Linked DNA regions of Mus musculus: all the other regions are linked to region 3. The links are chromatin contacts, called in public ChIA-PET and HiChIP or PLAC-seq maps. All regions are on one chromosome and are shown on one strand. The core of a region is the stretch at or near the end of the contact, and the rest is flanking DNA. Distances in the headings are between cores, read along the strand shown. Region 1 has its middle 14 kb from the start of Gm20670. Region 2 overlaps Gm32633 (predicted gene, 32633). Region 3 has its middle 6.0 kb from the start of Gm39023.

Region 1 (2,700 bases), core at 87-2,586, 180 kb after region 3:
CTCCCACCATGTCATACTTCCTAAAGGTTTCATCACCTGCCCAAGTGCCCAAGATTCGGGACCACACACTACCCTTCCACAGCAGCTACCCAGCTTGCTGGTTGGAACAGGATCTCACTAATGTATCTTTTTGCATTTTTTTTCCTTATTGTGATTAGAGTAAGCATATTTTTTAAAAGTGCAGAGGAATTTTCCTTTTGGGCAAGGATTTCTCTCTACTGTCCATTTTCTAGCTCCACGCTTGGATTTCTGTCTTATCGATTTGTAGCGATGACGTCAGCTACAGGCATTTTTATGCAGAGGACACTTGTCTATGACAGACACACATGTATCTTGCTATTCCCTGTCCTGCATGGTGACTCTATCCTCAGGAAGGAGATAGCATATTGGTTTTTTAGCTTGTTTTCCTTTTTTTACGACTTGCCTTTTAACTTTAATCAGGACACTTTCTGCCATGCAATAATAGCTGGCTTTTGCCTGATAGAAGAAATCAATGATGCTATTTATGGCTTTGAGATAACATAATAAAAAGCCCCAACGTTATACATTTAAAAAATTTGCTTCCATTACTCTATGGTCCATGTCTTTTTCCATTTATGTCTTTGATCTATTGGGGTCTCTTTGGGATTTATTTTGGCTCCTAAGAGGTTCATTTGTATTTTCTCTAATGGTGGGCCAGTTGTTCATCACTGTGTTGCCTTTCTGTGCAGGGTGAACCCTATTCTCTACTTCCATATCCCCACAGCATCTGTTGTGTGTGCCTATCTGATCGTCCGCTGCAGGAGCTCGGCAAGGAGGCATGTTGCCTAACCACCCTCTCCCAGTTCTAGGCAGAACATTTCAGTTTTTCACCTACAAATAGGGTACCACTGTGTCAGCCCTTGACATTAGCGGAGTCTGTAAGACCCACACCAGTTTTCAAATCATCTGGCACCACCATTTACGGCCAGTCACCCTCATTCACACCCATCTCCTATTTTCTACGTATAGCTGGCCTCCATTTCCCCATCACAGGTCCAGAGGGGGAACTATACTTGTACGGAACAGCCCTCCAGTGTAACAGAGCTGTTTACATTTAGGTGTTGTGTCATTTAGAGATCACTTTAAGTGTGCTGTAGAATGCTCTTGGGTTCTATGAAAACACGATGCTGTTTCCCAGAAGAAACACACGCCTCTGTGGGTTCAGGTATCTGGGGTCCTGGATACTGTCCCTGTTGCTGGTTCATGAATTTAGTCCTCACAGTGTTTTTTATGTCATTTCCTGCCACAGATCTGAGCACATCCTGTGCCTCTAGGATGTGGGGTAAAGTGCACAGCTAAGCCCTGAAAGGTGAGTCCCACATGGGGGTGGCCAGCAGATATAAGGTTCCCTATCAACACGAACTCTCCCTGAGCCCTGCCGGTCTGTGTAGCCACAGCAGTTTTCCAGCACAGTGCCCATCCTGTCTACAGGACAAGCAGGGCCCTGGAGGGCAGGGCCCAGACTGCACTTCAGGTGTCTGAGCATTCCCTTCTGTGGTCCCAGCCATGGCTCTCATGTTAGAAGGTCAGGAAGTGGTTGTCTCTTGCAGGGCTGCCTTAAATTATTTCAGCTGCACTGAGGTATTTCAAAGTCAGACCAAATAAACATTTGCATCTAAAAAAAGGAGAAACAGGGTCATTTGAAATGGAGAAGAAAGGCTTTCCCATGTACCGTGTCCGGAGGGAGGGTGTGGCCACACTTTCCAGAAAAGTGGGTTTGCTCTTTATACTTGAGCCAGGGCAAGGAGCTCAGCTGCCATTCCTGGGGGGGAAAGGGTTCGCTTTTAAGTAAAATGCGAGGCAATCTGTGTCTCCTTACCCCATCTGCTCCAGAGTCACCCTGGGCCTCTCTGCTGTTGGGATAGCATCTTTTGGGTCTTGTCTGCTTTCCATGAGAAAACAACTGCATTCAATGTGATGCTATCAAGTCACGGAGGGAGGGAGAGTAGTGTCCCTCAAGCAGAAAGAATCCCACGGCATCCTCCATGTGGGCTCTGCTGGTGTGTGAATGCAGGCTTCTCTCATAGGCTCATGGTTGAACTATTGGTCCCCAGCTGTGGGCACTCTCTTAGAACATGGTGGAACCTTTAGGGACATGCATTCAGGTTTCACTGCCTGGCCCTGCTCCTTGTCTGAGAAAACAATGTGACCAGTCACCTGACACTCCAGTTGCCACACCTTCCTGATAACTGTCCTTTCAACTTTTAAGTCAGAATGAATCTTCTCTTAAGCAGCTTTTTGCCAGGTATTTTGATCACAAGGAAAGAAACTTGCACAGTTCGTAGGGGACAGAGTGAGACAAGAACATGCTATGGCATATGTGTGGAAGTCAAAGGACAACTTGCAGGAGTTGATCCTGTCTTTCCATCATGTGGAAACTGATGTTTCTTGACCTGTGCCATTATCTGCTGAACTATTGGGCTGTCTGCCTAACCTTTCCCCATTTGAGACAGGTCTGACCTCAAACTCAGGTACATTTCCTACCCAACCAAACCTTCTGTCTCCTTTCTAGTCAGTAGATGAATAAATTAAAAATCCTTAGGCACCTTTGAGACTTAGGAGACTTGACCCTTAAAACAACAACAGGAGGATGTCATGAAGGGGCCAGGTAGGTGAAGCAGCAGAGCCTAGAGAGAGCCCAGGGCTCAGCTCTTAGAGCTCCAGAGTCCCAGAGGAGAG
Region 2 (2,700 bases), core at 53-2,552, 150 kb after region 3:
CCAGCATGTGCTTTTGCCTGACTCTCTTTTCATGAAGTGTTGTGGATGAGATGGTCTCACGATGATACACTGTAGTTTAAATTCTTCCTTGAAGAAATGGGGTTGAGTTCCCTATCAGATTTGTTAGCCATTCAGAGATGTTCTTTCATGAAGTTTCCACTTAAGCCTTTAATGTTTTCTTTCCCCGTTGAAGTATTTGCTTCTCCACTCCCTTTTATGGTTCTGGGCCCAAACCCAAGACTTCATTTATGCCAAGTGAGTGCTTTACCACTCAACTGTGTCCTCAGCTTTTCTACAATCTTCTTATTGATTCTAAAGACCTCTTTACATATTGTAGACATCAGCCCTTTATTTGGATGTGTTTTGTAAATATTCTACACGCCCCCAAGTTGTACATGTATGCATGCCTTCTTCCTTCTCTCCTTCCTTCCATTCTTCTGTCCTTCTTTTCTTCCTTTCTCCCTCCCTCCCTCCCTTTCTCCTTTCCTCCCTCATTCCTTCCCTCCCTTCCTCCTTCCTTTCCTTCTTTCTTGGTCTATATGGTATAGTGGCCCATGCACGCCATATGGAGGCCAGAGGTCAATGTTAGGTGTCTTTCCCTGTAGCTCCTTACTTTGATTTTTGAGATGGCTTCTCTCACTTACCTGTAGTTCACTTTTTCAGATGGACAGACTTCCCAGTAAGCCCAGGGGCTCCATCTGGTTCTGACTCTGACATCTGAGGCCGTGCTACATACACAACCACCAGCCCTGGCTTTTTCTGTGGGAACTGAGGAACTAAACTAAGATCCTCACACAGAGAGCAGGCACTTTATCACCAAGCCTTCTCCCCAGCCTCAGCTTTTAATCTATTAATAAATCTTTAAACATGAGTTTCTAATTTTACTATGGTCACCTCTGTTTGCTTTTCTTTCTTTTCTCCTTTTCTCTCCTTTCCTCCCCTTCCTCACTGTTGCTGTTGCTTTGGTCATTGCCCTCTTTATCTTTCCTTCACAGTTTCTTAGAGGGAAGTCAGAAGTCGCCCACACAATCTTCACAGACACCAGCTTTACCATAACATTTGAATACAGTGGCAACTTCCTGTCCCGAAGCCTCGCCTTTTCTGGTACTTCTGCCCGAGCAACTGTAGGTAATAATCAAAGGACTACCCAGTGCCTCGTTTCCCATGGTCAATGAGTTCATCTCCACGTGCATGGTCAAAGAGGAGAAGAGCGAGCCCAGCCGCAGAGATCCAGCTCTGTGGTCTGTTCCCTGAGTCAGTCAGTATGTGTCTGCTCAGGAAAAACAGTCAGTGCCCGATTGCCTCACATGGGAACTGGCTACAGAGAGAGTGCGGAGGCCGGATGATGAAAGAGTTGCTGAGAGGAGAGGGCTGGAGAAGCAAAGGAAGAAGGCTGTGTGTGTGTGTGTGTGTGTGTGTGTGTGTGTGTGTGTGTGTGTGCTTCTGCTGCTAGGGTAGGAAGAGCACATACCCATGTCTTGGGTAATTGGTGCTACTGCGACAGACTATCTCAGACCCCACCCAGCTTAACTTAACTTATAAACAGCAGGGATTTAACCTGCACACTGCTGGGGCCTGGGGCACTGGTGAGCGATGATTCTACTGTAGGCTTCCTGTTTTGTAGTTGGTGCTTGTCTCAGAGTCTTCGGATGGTGGAAGGGCTGAGGGATCTACCCCCTCCCTTTTATTGTTCTCAGTGTGAATGTGTGCGTGCGTGTTTGTGTCTGTGCCTGTGTGCACGTGGGCACATACGGCACATGGCAGGACATGCCTGGGAAGGTCAGAGGAAAATCACAAATGTGGGTTTTCACTTTGTAGCTTATTTGAGAAAAATTCTTCTCTCCCTGTCTCTATAAAGAATATCTTTCGCTGGGCAGTGGTGGCGCATGACTTTAATCCCAGCACTTGAGAGGCAGAGGCAGGTAGATTTCTGAGTTCGAGGCCAGCCTGGTCTACAGAGTGAGTTCCAGGACAGCCAGGGCTATACAGAGAAACCCTGTCTCGAAAAACCAAAAAAAAAAAAAAAAAAAAAGCAAAAAACCAAAAACCAAAAAACTTTCATCCTTTGAAAATCTGTACATATAAACAATGTGTCTTGATCAGACCCACTCCCAGGTCTTCTTCCCTTCTCTCCCACTTCTACAAGGTACCTCCCAGCATTCCCTTCCTACAGAATGTGCTCTCTTTCTCACTCACTTTTTATACACACACACACACACACTTGCTCACACACACACACACACGATGCACAGTCATATGCACAGACACAGATACACACAGAAACACACACACAGATACACATAGGCACAGATATACATGGACATACACAGACATACACACAGAGATACATACACACAGAGAGAGACACACACAGGCACACATGTACACAGGCACACAGATACATATATACACAGACACATACACACATAGAGATACACACACACACACACAGGCACATACACAAAGATACACACACACACACACACACACACAGAGTTGACTGATCTTGTGCAGATAGCTATCATGGCAGAGAGCTCATAGGTGCAGTGCCATGCTGTGTAGAGATGACAGCACTTCACAGCATACCTCCTTATCTGCTAGCTCTTAGATTCCTTCAACCCCTTCTTTCACAAAGTTCCCTGAGCCTCGGTAGGCAGGGAGTCGCAGGCAGGGAGTCGTTCATGCAGACCTGTCTCACTC
Region 3 (2,700 bases), core at 158-2,657:
GAATGCCTGGGGCTGCCTGGATAGGAAAACTGGAAATGGTACCTGCCTGCCCACCGCCTCTTATTTGTAAGCCACAGGCAGCCTTAGCCTCCTACTTAGACTCTCCAGGGCCAATGGTCCTGTTCTAACACCAACACACACTCTTCGCAGGCTGTGGTTGTGGTGCTGCGGCTCAAAAACCAAGGTGTTTAGAGAGATCTAGAAGCGACAAAGGCCCCAAAGCCCTGGAACAAGGTACTGTAAATGAGCATGGATGAACACTGAGGGACAGACCCACAGACAGAGCATCTCCCAGATACCCACCACTCCTTTCACAGTACCAAAAGGTCAACAGCTGGCTAGGTTTGGCTGCCTCTTCCACCATGCCTTCAAACAGCAGACAGTTCATATGGTCTATTACATCTCCTGCACAGCCCCGTCCCTTGGCTTAGTGGGTTCCCCTGATGTGATGGCGGGCCCCTGAGGACTCTCAGGGCCATAGGCAGGTGGGAAAATAGAGAGCGTGCAAAGCAGCAGCAATTACAGGCTCCACCCTGAGATGGGGCACTTTGTGGTGGGAACCTGTCCAGGCAAAGGACTTATCCGAGAGATCAGGCAAATTACTGGGTAGCCATCAGAGTGGAGCCTAGGCACAGACGTGTGTGCAACAGACACCTCATTAGTCTAATTATGGGCTCCCGGGCCCACTGGTACTACGCAGATGGAGGAAAACTTGAGGTCAGCCAAGAGAACAGCACCAAGGTGATGCTTTCCTCAGAAGGCTAGTTTGCCCTAGCTCCTCAGGCTGAGGTCCACCCCAGAAAGATGGGAGAAATGGAGGGGATGAGACCTCGTCACTTTAGAAGTCGACAGACTCCACACCTGCTCATGTGCTCTGCGTCCTTCTACTCCATCTGCAACCCTCATCCGTCGGCATTCAGGATTGCCAGGAGATGCTGGCCACTAGATACGGTCCATAAAAAAATGGTGATAGGACTGGAGAGATGCCAATTAAGGGCACTGATTGCTTCCAGAGAACATTAGTCGTATCCCAGAAAAGATGGCTCAAAACCGTCTGTCACTCCGGTTCGGAAAGATCAAGTACCCTTAGTTGGCAACAGACACGCTTGCGGGCAAAACACCCATACACGGAGAATATTTTAATTTTAAAAATTAAAACGGTGTCAAAGGTGCACAAAGGTCAGCCTTGTACTGCACATACGTTAGCTCCTCTAGAGTTATAAACAAATGCATTTATTTCATAAATGAGAGAAGAGTGCCTGACGATGTTAAGTGATTTGTTAGTAGCTCTTGGAGCTAGAAAATCAAGACTTTGCCCTAAACTAGCAGCAGGCCCAGGAACCACCCACCACCGAAGAGCTGGTGGGAAGTGGCTCCGGGAAACAGCTCGCTCCTCCCTCAAGAGATGACGTCACGGGGCCCCGCCCGTTTTAAAGCCGCTGAGTCCCTTTGGTTGTTGTAGGGAGAAGGGTTGGGTTCCTCTGCTTCTGAGATCCGGTACCCATCTCCTACGCTCTCGGGCTAAGAAGGGCACAGCACGCCTCTGTAGGCTTGAACACCTGTCCCTAACTGCTTTCGGGCTCGGTACACTACCTGCCACAACCATACAGCAAGACCACAGGGGCCGTCTACCGCACGTGTGGGGACCGGGAGGAACCCCTGGGTCACTCTGCCCTCCACGTGAGGTCCAAAGTCTCTAACAGAAACCCCTCCACTGTACCTGCCTCCCCTCCCCTCCTGACATTCCTAAATCGGCTTGAAGAGGCTGACTGTGACCCGGTGTACTTCCTTTCCTAGCAATCACCTCACCCTGCCCTCTCCTGGCCCGGCACTCTCCAGGACAGGGACATCTGGACAGGACTAAGGACCCAGCTCCACTTCCAGGAAGGCCCATTAGACTGTAACAAGGCCAAAGGGGTGTCCAGGACAAAGAGCCTTGTCAGAGGCCCATAGGCACTCTGGGTACTTAAAACAAAACAGACAAACAAAAACAAACAAACAAACAAACAAAAACAGTTCTGAGGTTGTTTTTTGTTTTGTTGTTGGTTTTTTTTTTTTTTTTTAGGAGGAGGCATGTCAAGGTCACCCCACCCCAAACTACACCCAACAGGCTCAACTGGCCTTGCCCACGCTCCTTTCTTTCTTCCTGAAAGAAAGGGAAAAGGCATAGAGTTAGTTTATAACATTAAGTGTCAGAAGCAGCACCCAGCACCCAGGAAACACTGTAGCTCCTTCCTGGGTTTGTAAAATCAGAATGTGTGTTCAGCAAGCTGCCCAAAGGATGCTGATGCAGCCATGTATGGGACCCCCTGGCTCCTGAATTCCATCTCCATCCCCGAGGCCTGTCTTCTTTTCCTCCTGAGCCCTGCAACCCAAGGGCTTCTCCCACCAAGAACTGCTACAATGGTTCCCAGTAACTCTTTTGCCTGTACACACCAGCTAACCTTGAATGTCCTGTCTAAATGTTCCCCTCCAGAGTATAGGGTCTTAGGTATGCAGGAATACAGGCTCAGACCCCTTCTAAAGCGGGCTCACAATCAGGCTGTGTCTCAGATTAGTCTCCCTGCCTCCATTCCTTAACGTTCAAAGGTGGCAGAAGCTCTGAGATGAAGCAGACCAGGAGACTGCCACCCTGGCCCACCAGACCCAGAATGCCAGGCAGCTTCTATAGTGCAGACCCAGATCTGCCTTCACAAGCCA

The links. ChIA-PET counts read pairs in DNA pulled down with a chosen protein or histone mark. HiChIP or PLAC-seq counts read pairs in DNA pulled down with a chosen protein or histone mark.
Region 1: a contact with region 3 is called in an RNA polymerase II ChIA-PET map of effector CD8 T cells, with 10 read pairs. The contact joins two enhancer-like sites. A contact is called at or near these places in 27 of 484 Hi-C or Micro-C datasets (B cells, CD4 T cells, CD8 T cells and 20 more) and 9 of 115 datasets of contacts at active chromatin or transcription factors (T-cell acute lymphoblastic leukemia, bone marrow-derived macrophages, effector CD8 T cells and 4 more).
Region 2: an H3K27ac HiChIP or PLAC-seq map of thymic regulatory T cells shows a contact between it and region 3, with 5 times the contacts expected there. The contact joins two enhancer-like sites. A contact is called at or near these places in 2 of 15 datasets of contacts at CTCF or cohesin (large pre-B cells and pro-B cells), 13 of 484 Hi-C or Micro-C datasets (B cells, CD4 T cells, CD8 T cells and 9 more), 5 of 115 datasets of contacts at active chromatin or transcription factors (bone marrow-derived macrophages, embryonic stem cells, large pre-B cells and 1 more) and 1 of 9 other capture datasets (embryonic stem cells).

Annotation. Positions count from the first base shown.
Region 1 is chr7:64,041,750-64,044,449 of GRCm38.p6, forward strand. No RefSeq gene overlaps it. Among named protein-coding and RNA genes, the nearest start is that of Gm20670, 14 kb to the right of the region's middle. Within about 2 kb of position 1,337, at least 81 of the 459 cell types and tissues checked have an H3K27ac peak or open chromatin away from gene starts, as enhancers often do. A contact at or near this core is called in B cells, CD8 T cells, Th1 cells and 3 more, where this site is marked.
Region 2 is chr7:64,010,654-64,013,353 of GRCm38.p6, forward strand. Gm32633 (predicted gene, 32633) reads left to right here. Exons shown (of 6, transcript NR_169109.1): 4 at 996-1,128. Among named protein-coding and RNA genes, the nearest start is that of Gm32633, 25 kb to the left of the region's middle. Within about 2 kb of position 1,303, at least 172 of the 459 cell types and tissues checked have an H3K27ac peak or open chromatin away from gene starts, as enhancers often do. A contact at or near this core is called in B cells, CD8 T cells, Th2 cells and 4 more, where this site is marked.
Region 3 is chr7:63,857,259-63,859,958 of GRCm38.p6, forward strand. No RefSeq gene overlaps it. Among named protein-coding and RNA genes, the nearest start is that of Gm39023, 6.0 kb to the left of the region's middle. Within about 2 kb of position 1,408, at least 232 of the 459 cell types and tissues checked have an H3K27ac peak or open chromatin away from gene starts, as enhancers often do. A contact at or near this core is called in B cells, CD8 T cells, Th1 cells and 8 more, where this site is marked.